Linked DNA regions of Mus musculus: region 1 is linked to region 2. Evidence: chromatin contacts called from public Hi-C data. All regions are on one chromosome and are shown on one strand. Each heading gives the region's core, a stretch centred on a gene start, on an enhancer-like site or on the middle of the called end of the contact. The rest is flanking DNA. Distances are from core to core; before and after follow the strand shown.

Region 1 (7,413 bases), core at 803-3,302, 240 kb before region 2:
GCTCACAACCATTTGTACAGCTACAGTGTACTCATATACATAAAATAAATAAATCTTTTTTCTTTTAAAGGAGGTATGGCCTTATTGGAGTGGGTATGGCCTTGTTGGATGAAGTGTGTAACTGGGGTGGGCGTGGGGTGCTTTAAGGTCTTCTGTGCTCAAGCTATGTCCACTGAAGTGCAAGTCAGTCTCCTGCTGTCTGCAGATCAAGATCTGCAGAACTCTCAGCTCCATGTCTGCCTTCATGCTGCAATGCTTCCCGCTAGGACGATAATAGACTAAGCCTCTAAAACTGTAAGCCACCCCAGTTAAATGTTGCCCTTTGTAAGAGTTGTTGAGGTCATGGTGTTTCCTCACAGCGATAGAAACCCTAACTAAAACATTTAGCACACTTGCCTACCTCCCTGACAAGCACCGCCCCCCACCCCACACACACACCTTCTCCTGTTCCCCTGCATTTCCATCTCTGCTGCGTCTTCCTCCACCAATCTCCACCATCTCCCTCCCTCCAGCTTCTCCCTCCACTACAGAGTGCTAAGCAGCCCAGTCCTACCATGCATGTCTCAGCCTGGCATCTTATATATGTTATCCCACCTCCAGAGCTTTGACTCTGATGTCTACAGCACAGAGCAGACCCAGTGATGGGGACAGAACCTGCCTTGGGAGGACGCCTGGGAAAACACAAGGATATGGATGGAGTACACACTTACAGGGGACCACAGGTAGGTCCTTCACCAAACGAGAAGAGTAGGGCTGCGGCCTTCGGCAACACCAGGGTCTCAAGGGACAAAGAACCACTATCAGCGATCAGCGGTAACAGGACAGTTTGTGGTCCCCATCACAGCACCCTCCCCAACTGGCAAGGTGGCAGTTAAAGGACATGCCATGCAAGCCCGATAGAACCCAGTGGGAGCGGGGAGCTGAATCTGGAAAGTTCTCCTCTGGCCTCCACTCGTGCACCATGGCACACAATAATTATGATAACAGTAATTTTAAAGCATCCCCCAGTCTGAGTCAGATAAGCCCTTGAGTCTGCCTTCTCAACTCAGCCCTTCTCAGAACGCTGTGGAAAGCATCCCTGACCCCACCTCCTTCCCACAATACCTCAGGAAGCCTTGACTCCAGCACTCTCACCTGTGACCTCTGTGGTCCCTTCTCTGTCCCTCTGCAGGAGCCACTGTGTCCCATGAGGTGGCCCACTTCCTCTTTTTTTTTTTTTAATGATTTGTTTGTTTTTATTGCGTGTGTTTTTCCTGCACGTGTGTCTGTGTGTGTGAGGGTATCTGGTCCCCTGTAACTGGAGGTACAGACAGTTGTGAGCTGCCATGGGGGTAGTAGGAATTGAACCCAGGTCCTCTGGAAGAGCAGCCCATGCACTTAACCTTTAACCCATCTCTCTAGCTCCTGCCCACTTCCTCTTAGCGTCTCACCTCTCACCTCCAGGACTCCATTTCCCCGATCTCCTTCCCCACTGGTCCCCCCTGATGCTCACCCAGCTCCTTCTCGGTCACTCATGTTTGCTCTCAGCTCACTGCGCCTCTCTCTTTCCCGTTCGCAGGCACTCCTGATGCGACTGAAATCTTTCACTCAGATCTCCCAGGCCCTGAGCCAAGTAGATCTCTCTGAACATTCTCAAACCGATATCAGACATTACTCCCATTCCTCCATCTCCACTCCCAGGATGGGGACTCCATGGTAATCCCAGGCAAGACCTAGAGTGGATCCTCACCCACTCCTACCCCCGTCTGTCTGTCTGTCTGTCTGTGTGTGTTTGTTTTGAGACAGGGTGTCTCTGTGTAGCTCTCCCTGACTATATTTGAACTTGTTCTATAGAATAGGCTGGCTTCAAACTCACAAAAATCTGCCTGCCTCTGTTTCCTGACAGCTGGGGCCAAAGGCATGCTACCACCACGCCTAGGTCTTTTTAATATTTTTAAAATGAGATTTATATGATAAGTCCCTGGAATGGGAGCTGCAGATGGTTGTGACTCGCCCTGTGGGTGCTGAGACTCAAACCTGGTCTTCTCCAAGGGCAGCCAAGTGCTCTTCGCCCCTGGGCTCTCTCTACAGCCCACCTCCTGCCGTTCTTGAGTTCCTGCCCAATTTTGGAGACACAAGCTGCCCCATGGGTTGAAGGCTGGAATATGGACAGACACACAGATGTGCTTGATTTAGAGGCCACAGCACAAATGAGGGACTGCTTCTCGGTGGAAGGGTCACAAGCAGCAGCCAGCTCCATGGCCCGCGTCACACGGCAGGCAGTCCAGAGCTCTCCACAGACCACAGAAGAGATGGCAGAGGCTTTGCCAGTCACTCACTGAGCTGGCCACACTTCCCCTATAGGCCTGCCCTACCCAGCTCTGGCCCTGCGTTGTCCCTCGAGGTCACATGTCCTTTGAACGGACTCCTGATAGAGACGCAGCTCTCCACTAGCCTTCAGTGTTTGGATGCTTAGCATAACTCCTCAGTTTCAGTTTCCTTAAATTGCTAAATACCTATTCTTACCCCCATCTTTTTCCCCCCTTTGGGATAAGATCTCCTGTGGTCCAGGCTGTTCTTGGACATCCTATGTGACTGACAATGACCTTGAACTCCTGGTCCTCTTGCCTTTTATGGAATTCACAGGTGTGTGCTACCAAACCTGTCTGTCAGTCCTCCTTTATGTGTGTGTGGGCATGCATGTGAGTGTGTACATGTGCGTGCAGGCGCTGCTAGTACAACTGTCTTAAGCACGCTGGGACAAGGAACCATGAGCAAAAAGCCAGGCAGCAATGGGTTAAAGCTGCAGCCCTCCAGCAGCCCAAGGGCTGCCTCTGCCAGCTTACCATTGCTACTTTGAACCACAAACAGGATCCAGGTCTCGATACAGTCCACTCACTCACTGTCACATCTGTGGCTTTGGCTGGGGCTGAGGGCATCCCCAGGGTATCCCCACTTAACCCTATCACTTGGCTAATTCTGACTAGTCTCTTCATCTTCCAGGTTGACAGCTGCTAGTGATGGTGTCTTAACACCATCCCAGAATAGAATATTCAAGGGGCTGGAGAGCCCCTCCCAGGAATTTTGCATAGGGCCAAGAGCAGAGCCAAACGTGTGGGCCAGTATGGGTACTGCATGGCCCTGGGGCACAGGCCCTGGGCAATGTAGACATTTGTCTATAGAATAGTTGTGATATGACCAGTGTTCTGGCAGAGCCAAAGGGAGAAAAGAAGCCAGTGGCAGACATTCCATCCTTCACTCTTCTTTTTTTTCTCTTCTTCTTCTTCTTCTTCTTCTTCTTCTTCTTCTTCTTCTTCTTCTTCTTCTTCTTCTTCTTCTTCTTCTTCTTCTTCTTCTAGATTTATTTATTTATTATATATAAGTACACTGTAGCTGTCTTCAGACACACCAAAAGAGGGCATCAGATCTCATTACAGATGGTTGTGAGCCACCATGTGGTTGCTGGAATTTGAACTCAGGACCTCTGGAAGAGCAGTCAGTGCTCTTAACCGCTGAGCCATCTCTCCAGCCCCCATCCTTCACTCTTCTTGTCCTCCAAGCTCCTGCTTCACCTCCCCAATACAGAGAGGTATGGAAAGAGACAGGGCAGGTCCTGAGAGGCCATTTAAGATACCCAGCCTGGATTTTGTAAGTGTTGACTGGAACTTCATTGATGAGAAATCTGAGCAGAACTCCAAAAGATGATCGGTCACCTCTCCAGACAAGAAAGGACACTCCTGGCCATAGGGCCACCTGTGAGCTCTTAAGGGCTTATGCTGGAAACTCAAGGCAGGAACCCTAGGGATAGAGCAAGAGAAAGAAGGATCAAATGAGAGGCTTCATGTAGGGCTAAACTCCACCTCACTACTGTGGGGACCACTGAACATAACCACTTACCCAGCACCTAGTGGGCTTCCATGGTCCAGGATTTACAGAGAGAAGGAATAGGGCTTGGAAGACAGAAAACATCGCTGGTGTGGGAGATGGCTCACCCTCTTCACTTAATTCTTTATTCAACAAACATGGAGAAACCATTTCTTTTATTTTATTTATTTTTTTTTTTTTTTGAGACAGAGTTTCTCTGTGTAGCCCTGGCTCTCCTGGAACTCACTTTGTAGACCAGGCTGGCCTCGAACTCAGAAATCCACCTGCCTCTGCCTCCCGAGTACTGGGATTAAAGGCGTGCGCCACCACACCCGGCGAGAAACCATTTCTTGCTGGGTCCTGAGAGGGCCCCATGAAAGCAAAGGGTCCATTTCCTTGGCCACAGTGAATGCAACCATGAGATGACAAGAGGCAAACCTGGTAAGGCGGGCAGGCGGGCAGGCGGGGAGGCGGGGAGGCGGGCAGGCGGGCAGGCGGGCAGGCGGGCAGGCGGGCAGGCGGGCAGGCTCGCTCCAGCGAGAAGCACAGTCTTCCCTTCCATTCAGGCTAAGAGAAGATAATCCAAGAAGTAACCGGAAGCAACCCAAATATCTTGGTGGTTATCCAAAGGCTGCTTCCGGAAAACAGTTTCAGTTTTTAATTGCTGGGGAGGGCACCTTACCAAGAAATAGTTTCAACACAGGTCAGGGGAGCTGAAAGAGCAGAAGTCATGAGGTCAGATAGTCCCGATTTGGAATCCCAGCCTGCCACTTGCCCGGCAGTTCCTGAGGTCTGGTCAGCTTGGGTGTTCTCTTCTCAGTCAGGCATCCAATGATGAGAGGGCTACCCGGTAGTGCCAGATGCACTTATAGAAACTCTCACAGCATGAAAAGATCGGGGGAAGCCCTAGGATGGAGGAAAAACAGGTGTGTGGGGTTCTAGAAGGAGGAGTAGAGGCTTCTGTAGAGGGGCAGAATTTGGGGCTGAACATGATTCCCAGAGCGCTTGCCTAACGTGTATGACGCCCTGGGTTCCATCCCCAGCACCACATAAGCCAGGCATGGGGTGCACACCTGCAATGACAGGTAGGGCAAGTTGATCAAATGTTATTATGGACTACACAGCCAAGTTTGAGGCCAGTCTAGTATACATGAAACGCTGTCTCAATTTTATTTTTGATTAATTAATTAATTAATTAATTAGCTTCTTTGTTTATTGAGTTTCTCTGTGTAGCCCTGGATGTCCTGGAACTTGCTCTGTAGACCAGGCTGGTCTTGAACTCAGAAATCTGCCTGCCCCTGCCTCCCGAGTGCTAGGGTTAAGGCTGTGCACCACCACTGCCTGCCCCCTGCTCCTCTCAATTTTAAAAGGAAAGAGGGGAAAGCCACTTGTGAAACGAAAAACAGAATATAAGTTGCCAGCCAGCCTGTCAGGCAGGAAGGTGGCTGAAGCCACTGCTGGGACAGGCAAGGAAAACCAAGTCTGAGCAGAAAACTGGGTCCTGGTGGTGACCAGAAAGGCGACCCTCCATGCCATCCAGCAGGTGGAGCCAAGTCAGACCTTGACTGAGACCCCTCTCACATGAAACAAGGACTCCCACTTTGTTCTGGGAGTTGACTGGCCCTGGTCCTCTGGTAGTCTTCACTGACACCTCTTCTGGCTTACCCTCACCCCGTGTGTACATACAAATATACTCAGGCACACACACACACACACACACACACACACACACACACACACACATAAAATAAAACAAGTGGTTTTTTTTTTTTTAAGATAAAAAAAGTCAAAAGCCAGCTTTAGCCTGTCACTATACCTGTTTATCCCACAGCCTTCTGGGTGGAGAGAAGAAGAAAAACCAGGAGGTGAGAAGTCGTGTCTGCATGCCACGTCCTACAGCCAAGCGTGGTGGCCCAGGACTCTGCAAGCTTACAAATGGGAGTCCCAGGCCAGCCAGAGCTATTTATTGAGACCCTGTCACCTGTGAAAATATATAAACATACATACATACATACATACATACATACATACATACATACATACATACATCTGCAAACTGAAGAACACTGAGTCCAATTTGTGGCCGCATGATGTCATTTCCTTTACGTGTAATTCCTCTTTATTTCTGTCTCCTGTCTGCCCCCTGCCTGCGCCTGATACTGCTGATTAACTTCCAAGTAATTAACTTCCATGTAAACACAGTCCATCTGAGTCCCCCTCCTCCTTCCCATCCACGGAGGCGCAGACCCTCACCCACACTGAGGTGATGGCTCCCCTCTCCACTCACCCAGAAGCAAGCACTCCACTGGCCACCTTGTAACCTTCAACCCCAACATTGTGAACACTAGATCAGAGTAACTAACGTCTGTGCAATTGGAAGCAGTGGCAGATAGGAAACAGTATTTAAATTTGGAGAAGAAATAACCAGTTATAGTAGGGTGTAGTTCTCTGCCCCTGTGATCCAGCACTTAGGAGGTAGACCCAGAAGATCAGAAGTTCAAGATCATCACTGGTTACATAACAAGTTTGTTGGCATGGGATGCACGAAACACTGTTTCAAAGGATATATATATATCATATATATCACATATATAATATATATCATACGTGTGTATGTGTGTATATATATACTTTTTTATTTTTTATTTTTTAAAACAAGTAAGGTGGGCAGGGCAGGGTATGCCAGGGCATCCCAGGACTCAGGATGCAGAGTCAGGCAGATCTGTAAATTCCAGGCCAGCTGGGGCTACATAGTAAGACCTTGTCTCAAGGGAGAGAAAGGGAGAGGGGAAAGTAGCTTTCAGTTAGACGCTCCTTTTTCATACCTAGTCCTGGAATAGACATCAAAGTTAAAGCCAAATGTCACATCAGCAAAGGTTCTCTCCAAGAAACACATTGATCCTCTGCACATAAATGCAGACTCCAGTTTAACTGGGTTATCAGTCTAGACTTGGCACAGGAAGACACTTCACAAGTAGGAAGCCCGAGACATGCAGCCAGTACGGGCAAAGTCTGTGGGGGTAAGAATCTATCTGGAAATGAGCAGCCATGCCCAGCACAGGTGCTTGTTCCAAACCTGCAAATGTCAGAATGCCAACCTTATACCAGACCCTTGCACTATGACTCCTTTTATGACTAAATTCAAAAGTAGAAGTGCCAGGAGTGATGACACAAGACTGTATTCCCAGCCCTTGGGAATTAGAAGCAGGAGGATCAGATGTTGAAGGTCATCCTGGGCTGCATTAGAGACTTTAGAGCCAGTCTGGGCTAGAGAAGACCCTGTCTCAACAAACCAGCCGCCAACCAACAAAAATAAATAAATACGGGCTGGAGAGATGGCTCAGTGGTTAAGAGCATGGCTGCTCTTCCAGAGGTCCCAAGTTCAACTCCTAGCAACCACATGGTGGCTCACAACCATCTGTCATGTGATCTGATGCCCTCTTCCTGTGAGTCTGAAGACAGCTACTCATAATAAACAAACAAACAAACAGGTAAATTCAGTCAGGCCTGATGACTCATGCCTTTAATCACAGCACTCAGGAGGCAAAGGCAGGCAGAGGCAGGTGAATT
Region 2 (7,068 bases), core at 505-3,004:
GTTGAGGCCAGTGTGGTCTACATAGAGAGTTCCAGGCTAGCTGCAGCTACACAGAGAGACCCTGACTCAATAAAATAAAAGTCAAGCCACTCTGGCCCCAATGTCTTAGCTTTTTATAAAGGAAAAAAAATCACATTAAAAGGGATGCTTACAACAGGATTTATCACTATATAAAGGCACTTCAGCTGCAATTAACAGCACTTTAACAATGCTTTGCTCCTGCCCCAGAGAGAGATGGTGTCTTCTAATCTGTCAGTGCCTTTAACCTGTTGCAGTCCCTGATAGGAATACTACTATTTTACAATTAAAATTAATCCTGTGAAACTGACAATATTCAGCTGTTTGATCCCACCAGTGGCCATTCTGACATTACCACCTTCTCATTTTCTTTCTTCCTGAGACAGTTTCTGTGTATAGTTCTGGCTGTCCTAGAACTCGCTCTGTAGATCAGGCTGGCCTTAAACTCACAGAGACCCACCTGCCTTTGCCTCCAGAGTGCTGGGATTAAAAGTGTGTGCCACCACTGTCCAGCTCTGGCTTCTTTTTTATAACCCCAGTGGCCGTCTCCTATTGGATGACTCCTCAGTTAGGGCGTGGCCTGGAGAGGATCTACTCCGTCTAAGCAATATTTGGCTAGCTCAGTTTCAAGATTTCTATACTCCTTCTGTTGTTTCTTTTGCAATCAATGCAATTACTAACAACAGAACCACTCTGTGGAGAGGGTTCAGTGGGTAACGTGCTTTCTGCACAAGCCGAGGACCTGAGTTCAAACCCCAGGACCTACTAAAAGCCATATGGCACATCTATAAGCTGGTGGGACAGAGATAGGTAGTTCCCTGGGACTCCTTGCTGTAACAGTGAACTCCGGGTTCAGCAAGAACCTTATTTCAAAAATGTAAGGCAGAGAGCAACGGAGGAAGACACCTGACATATACAAATGCATGGGCAAGTGAGTCCCTGATACATGTGCACGCACATGCATACAGCACACAAGTAAATATGAATAATTATATTAATTACTCTCTCTCTTTTCCTCCTCCTCCTCCTCCTTCTTTTTTTGTTTTTTTTTTTTTTTTTGAGACAGGGTTTCTCTGTGTAGCCCTGGCTGTCCTGGAACTCACTCTGTAGACCAGGCTGGCCTCAAACTCAGAAATCTGCCTGCCTCAGCCAGCCTCCCAAGTGCTGGGATTAAAGGCGTGTGCCACCACTGCCCAGCCCCCAAACCAGGTCTCAATATAAATTTAGAGACTAAGCTTGGGATGGGGGGCGTTTCTATGTGAGATTTATTAGGGAAAGGGTTAGAAAGATAAATTTCAGTCTATACCATGGAGAGAAAGATAGCTTTGTAAGGGTGGAACTTGGGAGTGAATCTGTTTTCTGGATGACCTTGAACGAGCCTTTGTTCAAAGTCAGTTTTCTATTTTGAAAAACGCAGCTGGCTGCTGAGGCAAGACAGCATCCAGCAGGGCGCCTGGCCCAGAAAAAGGAGCGGTAAGTGGTGGGTGAATCCTGTCTAATCAGGATGCCAATTCTACACCGACATCTGCAAGCTCTGTAGAGGGTGCACCGCACACGGCCACCCGAGGTGACAGAAGTAGCAATGACAGTTGTTGGAAAAGAGCCGCAAACTAAAACAAAATCCTGAGGTTCTGCAGCTCTGAGGTCTGAGACCTCCATCCTCAACCCAGGCCGGAGCGCCGGGTGCAGGAAGATAGGTGCGTCAAGAGTAGCGCGCCAGCTCGCGGGAAGTGGCGCGTTGTCCTGGCAACCCTGGACCGAGCCTTGCAGGCGGTGGTAGACGCCCTTGCTTTCGCTTTGCATCCTGGTATTTGGCAGTTCCGCTGCCAGTTGGTGCGTTGATCTGGGCCACATCCTCCATGGAGTCTTCCAAGGGTAGATGAAGGGCTTCCCCCAGGGAAGTAGGGTGGGACTCAGAGGTGGAAAGGAGACCCAAGGACGGGGCGGGGCGAGTACTTTCGGGAGCCCTGAGTCAGGAGGAGGAGGAGTGGGCAGGACATTCAAACCCGTGAACACCGCTAGGAGGTCCAGTGAGATTTAGGTTTTTCCCTTGCGCTGCCTCTTGAATTTCAATGACTTATGGGGTCTGTTGGTTTTGAATGATAGCCTTTCTAACAAGCACCTTTTGGGTCCGATTGCTTTTCACTGTGTGAACTGGTGAGCCCATGAATACTGGATATGGCAATCCCGTCCGCCAACTTCCCTCTGTCTCAAGAGCGGCCTGTACTAGAGAGCGGCAGAAGGTTCCAGAGAAAAGCGACTTGGGCATGACTAAGGTGGAAAAGAAATACAATTGAGTTCTGGGAAATCAAAAGGTTGGATGGGTGTATAAGCTTATGGAGAGAAAAGGTTTATTGGACTCATAGCTTTATAGGTTTTTTTTTTTTTTTTTTTTTTAAAGACTAAGCACTGCTACCTCATATGTAGCCCAGAGTAGCCCGGAATTCTCCATCTTTTGCTTCACAGGCCCCCGACATTCCAGGTGTGGCTCATGGTCAAGGTCCTGTTGCTTTGGCCCTCTGGTGGCATATCATAGTGGCAATCATCAAAGCGTCTCCCTCTTAGTCAAGAAATAATGACGAGTAAAAGGGATGGCTGTGGTCCCACTCTTTCACTCAGAGGCACCCCAACGACCCAAGACTTCTTATTTTTTTAAAGTTGTCTTTATTTTATTTATGTATGTTTTGCCTGCCTGTTTGTATGTATGTATACTGAGTTTGCGTCTGGTGCCTGCAGAAGGTAGAAGAGGGCGTTGGATACCCGGGAACTGGAGTTATGGATGGCTGTGAACCACCACGTGGTGCTGGGGATAGAAGTCCCGCCCCCCCCTGCAAGAGCATCAAGGGTTCTAACTCTCTCCACCTCCATGCCCTCTGACTTTTAAAACAGTCCCATCATCCCAACAGTATGACAGACTGGGAGCTAAATCTTTAAAACATGGGTTTTTGGAGAGCATTGCAGATCCAAGCTAAGGCAGATAGTTAGGGGCTACACACAATGAGCTCATGTCTACATTTGAGATCTGATCAGTCAGAGACTTCCATCAAAAAGAGGAGCTAAGCTGGCGCTTGCACACGTGCAGTGCTTGTGCAGGACAGGCAGGCACGAGGATCGCAGTGTTCAAGGTCATTCTCATGGTATACAGCAACTTTGAGGCCAGTCTCGCCTGCGTGAGACCCTGTCCCAACAACAAGACAAGGCAGAGATCTGACTGTGTGGTTGCCTGGAGCTTCTAACAGCAGGGAAGTATATTGTAAACGAGTAAAGGGAGCCAGGGGTTTGAGCTGCCTCGTGCTTTGTTTAATAAGCACAGAGTCTGGGCTTTGCCCTAGGGTCTGTCCATATCCATGTTTTTGCTTGCTCAGATATTAGTAGAAATGCGGCATTACTTATGAGATTGGGGCACTTCAGGTGGAACTGAGCACTCCAAGGCAGGTTTGTGCAGGCCCATGCTCTTACTCCATAACTGGCTCTTAAGGAAGAGGAGAAAGAATGGGAGCATGTTTCTCTTGAGGGTACAGAGTCCAGACGATGGTACAGTTCCCCCAAACCCTTCGGGGTGAATCCAGGCTCAGGCTGTCATGACTGCAGGTCAGTAAGTAGCCAGTGTACTGCAAAAGGGGCTGGAGAAGTCTCAGCCTTGTTCCCAGTCTCCTAGGTCCCAGGTCTTCTTTTTCTTTCTTTTGTGTATATATATATATAATGTATTTTCCTCAATTACATTTCCAATGCTATCCCAAAAGTCCCCCATACCCTCCCCCCCCCCACTCCCCTACCCACCCATTCCCACTTTTTGGCCCTGGCGTTCCCCTGTACTGGGGCATATAAAGTTTGCCTGTCCAATGGGCATCTCTTTCCAGTGATGGCCGACTAGGCCATCTTTTGATACATATGCAGCTAGAGACAAGAGCTCCGGGGTACTGGTTAGTTCATATTGTTGTTGCACCTACAGGGTTGCAGATCCCTTTAGCTCCTTGGGTAATTTCTCTAGCTCCTCCATTGGGGGCCCTGTGATCCATCCAATAGCTGACTGTGAGCATCCACTTATGTGTTTGCTAGGCCCCGGCCTAGTCTCACAAGAGACAGCTATATCAGGGTACTTTCAGCAAACGCTTGCTAGTGTATGCAATGGTGTCATCGTTTGGAGGCTGATTATGGGATGGATCCCTGGATATGGCAGTCTCTAGATGGTCCATCCTTTTGTCTCAGCTCCAAACTTTGTCTCTGTAACTCCTGGTCCCAGGTCTTCTTATGTGATTCTCCTTAATAACAGATGTAGGAGCGGTTCCATCCTTGGCTGTAAACTGGGCTGGAAGTAGCTGGAGGACCTCAGCCCATTAACTGCCCATCATGGCCAAGATAGCAAGGAGATAGCGTGGGAATTCCAGCTGTCCTCAGCCGCCATTCCTTCCCCATCTCATGTGGTTCATTTTAACCTAAACCTGCCACGTAGCTAAGGATGACCTTGTATTCTGGTCCTTCTGCCCCCACCTCCCAGGTGTGCGCCATCATGTCTGGCCCCATGCATGGTGCATGCTCGGGCTTGAACCCCAGAGCCTCATGTATGTTAGGCAAATGCTCCACCAACTGAGCTGCATTTCCAGTCCTGGGAACCTAGCTTTAAGCTTCAGAACTTCCTGTTTCTCCAATCTGGTTTGGAGTAAGAAGGAAGCCACTTTAAGCTGGAGGGGTGGGGTGGGGAAATCCATGCTTTGTAATAGGGGATTCCTTTCAGGAGACATACTGAATGTTCAGTTTAACAGGGAGTCCAGGTCTTGGGGAACTGAGGAGCCTCACAAGCTAGCTCCTCGTACAATGTGTGGGTATCTGCCTTTTTTCAGCAGGGAGGGCCCATTACTTTCCTTACTGCTGTTGGGTTGATTTATCTTTTAAAAATCTTCTTCTTCTTCTTCTTCTTCTTCTTCTTCTTCTTCTTCTTCTTCTTTCACTTTACACCCCACTCATTAGCCCCCTCTCAATCATCCCGCACACACTGCTTCTCCCATTCCCTCTCCCTTTCTCCTTTGAGCAGGTGGACCCCCCCCCCACCCCGGTACCCCCTCACCCTGGAACATCAAGTCTCTTTGAGGCTAGACACATCCTCTCCTACTGAGGCCAGACAAGGCAGCCCAGCTAGTGGAACATATCCCACAGACAGGCAACAGCTTTTGGGATAGCCCCTACTCCACACGAAGACCAAGCTGCACATCTGCTACATATGTATGGGGAGGCCTAGGCTCAACCCGTGTATATTCTTTGGTTGTTGTTTCCGACTCTGAGAGCCCTGAGGGTCCAGGTAAGTTGACTCTTTTGGTCTTCCTGTGGAGTTCCTGTCCCCTTCTGGGGACTGTGATCCTTCCTCCTATTCTTTCATAAGAGTCCCCAAGCTCCATCCACTCTTTGGCTGTGGGGGTCAGCATCTGTCTGAGTCAGCTGCTGGGTGCAGCCTCTCAGAGGACAGCTATGCTAGACTTCTGAATGCAAGCATGGCAGTATCATTAATAGTGTCAGCGATTGGTGCTTGTCCATGGGATGGGTCTCAACTTGGGCTGGGGACTGATGTGTTTTAATAGTCACTCACCCTAGATCTTTAGCTTGCTTGTCGAGCAGATAAAGCAGGAAGTAGGTAAATGAGAGTTATTTAAAACTAAAAACACTCCATATTGAGCCAACATGGTTTGCTGCCTGCATTATTTTTCTCCCCGCCAGACAGAGGGTTTTGAGTTAGTCGAGGAGACAAGTATGAGAATGTACTGTTATGTAAGGCGTTGTTTCCACCCAAAGTAGTGCAGATCCTCTTGAGTATCACAGATGGCACCAAAGATACCGATTTCCTTCCAAATTCCATTTCCCTCGTGAATTCCTTTCTGATCTCTAGAATCTTCCATTGGCCTTAAAAAATGTTTACTAAAAAGTTAATATGGCAAGGCAGTAGTGGTGCACGCCTTTAATGCCAGCACTTGGGTGGCAGAAACAGGTGACTTTCTGACTTCAAGACCAGCATGGTCTAGAGAACAAATTCCAGGAGAGCCAAGGCTACACAGTGAGACCCTGTCTTGAAAAACAAACAAAAAATTGAATGTTATGTGTATGCATACATGAGTGCACTCAGCCACGGAGGCCAGAAGAGGGTGCTGGATCCCTTGGAGCTGGAGTTACAGGTGGTTCTGAGCCTGCAGAAGAGGGTACTGGAAAATGAACTCAGGTCCTCTGCAAGAGCAGCAAGGGCTCTTAACAGCTGGGCTATTTCTCCAGCCCCCTCTTTGTTTTTTAAGTTATCGTCATATTTTTTCATCTTACAGTGTTGTCGAGAGTCATAACTTACTTGGCATTTGTACCGGTTTCTGGAAAAATGGTGACCTTCTGGAGGCACATAGTCCTCCTCATCAGCCTTTGAGCTCAGCAGCAAAAGATGGCTGGGGCTGGGAGCTGGGAGAGCTGGGAGCTGGGAGAGCTGGGAGCTGGGAGCTGGGAGCTGGGAGCTGGGAGCTGGGAGCTGGGAGCTGGGAGCGTGGGAGGTGATTTGCTTCCCTAGAGCAAGGCCAACACCAGTGCCAGAAGGCATTCTTCCTCTGCCTGGGCAGTGGGAGGCATCTTGAGGCCATGTTTAATGCCTCCAGCCCTCGTTTGAGACAGGGGTATTCCTAGGGAGATCCTGTACTCAGCTTGAGATGGGGACTGTGACATTTAGCTTAGAGATGGCTCTGGCCACCCTTGCATTGGACAAGCTTTCCCATCCCAGAAGCCCTGGGCCACTATTTTATTAGAGTCTTGCTACTGTAAAACTTACTAAGAAAGCTAGTAAATATGCTAAAATCTTAGATATAACTCAGTGTTCACGGGTCAGGGTGATGTAGTACTTTAAAAATCTCCCAGAATCCCAACACAGACAAAATACTTATGAAGGGGCAAGACCCTCTGATACTATCCATAGGGGTCAACTACTGTGTGTGTGGTGAGTGTGTGTGTGTGTGTGTGTGTGATGTCCGCTGCACACATCTGGAGGTCAGAGAACAACTTTCAGAAGTTGATCCTCCTTCCAGGGTCTCT

The links. Hi-C and Micro-C count contacts between places; a contact is called where the count stands out from the background.
Region 1: a Hi-C map of the Ba/F3 cell line shows a contact between it and region 2, with 4 times the contacts expected there. The contact joins the enhancer-like site here to the promoter of Spats1 in region 2. A contact is called at or near these places in 11 of 39 promoter capture datasets (the 3T3-L1 cell line, 3T3-L1-derived adipocytes, the HPC-7 cell line and 6 more), 2 of 15 datasets of contacts at CTCF or cohesin (embryonic stem cells and large pre-B cells), 49 of 484 Hi-C or Micro-C datasets (B cells, the BV-2 cell line, the Ba/F3 cell line and 22 more), 5 of 115 datasets of contacts at active chromatin or transcription factors (bone marrow-derived dendritic cells and embryonic stem cells) and 2 of 9 other capture datasets (embryonic stem cells and liver).

What each region holds. Positions count from the first base shown.
Region 1 is chr17:45,705,535-45,712,947 of GRCm38.p6, reverse strand. Gm35456 (a long non-coding RNA gene) reads left to right here. Exons shown (of 7, transcript XR_385596.4): 4 at 601-722; 5 at 1,559-1,695. Among named protein-coding and RNA genes, the nearest start is that of Gm35456, 18 kb to the left of the region's middle. Within about 2 kb of position 2,052, at least 20 of the 459 cell types and tissues checked have an H3K27ac peak or open chromatin away from gene starts, as enhancers often do. A contact at or near this core is called in the Ba/F3 cell line and the HPC-7 cell line, where this site is marked.
Region 2 is chr17:45,469,624-45,476,691 of GRCm38.p6, reverse strand. It overlaps Spats1 (spermatogenesis associated, serine-rich 1), which reads left to right and starts at 1,754. Exons shown (of 8, transcript NM_027649.3): 1 at 1,754-1,893. The coding sequence starts at 1,878.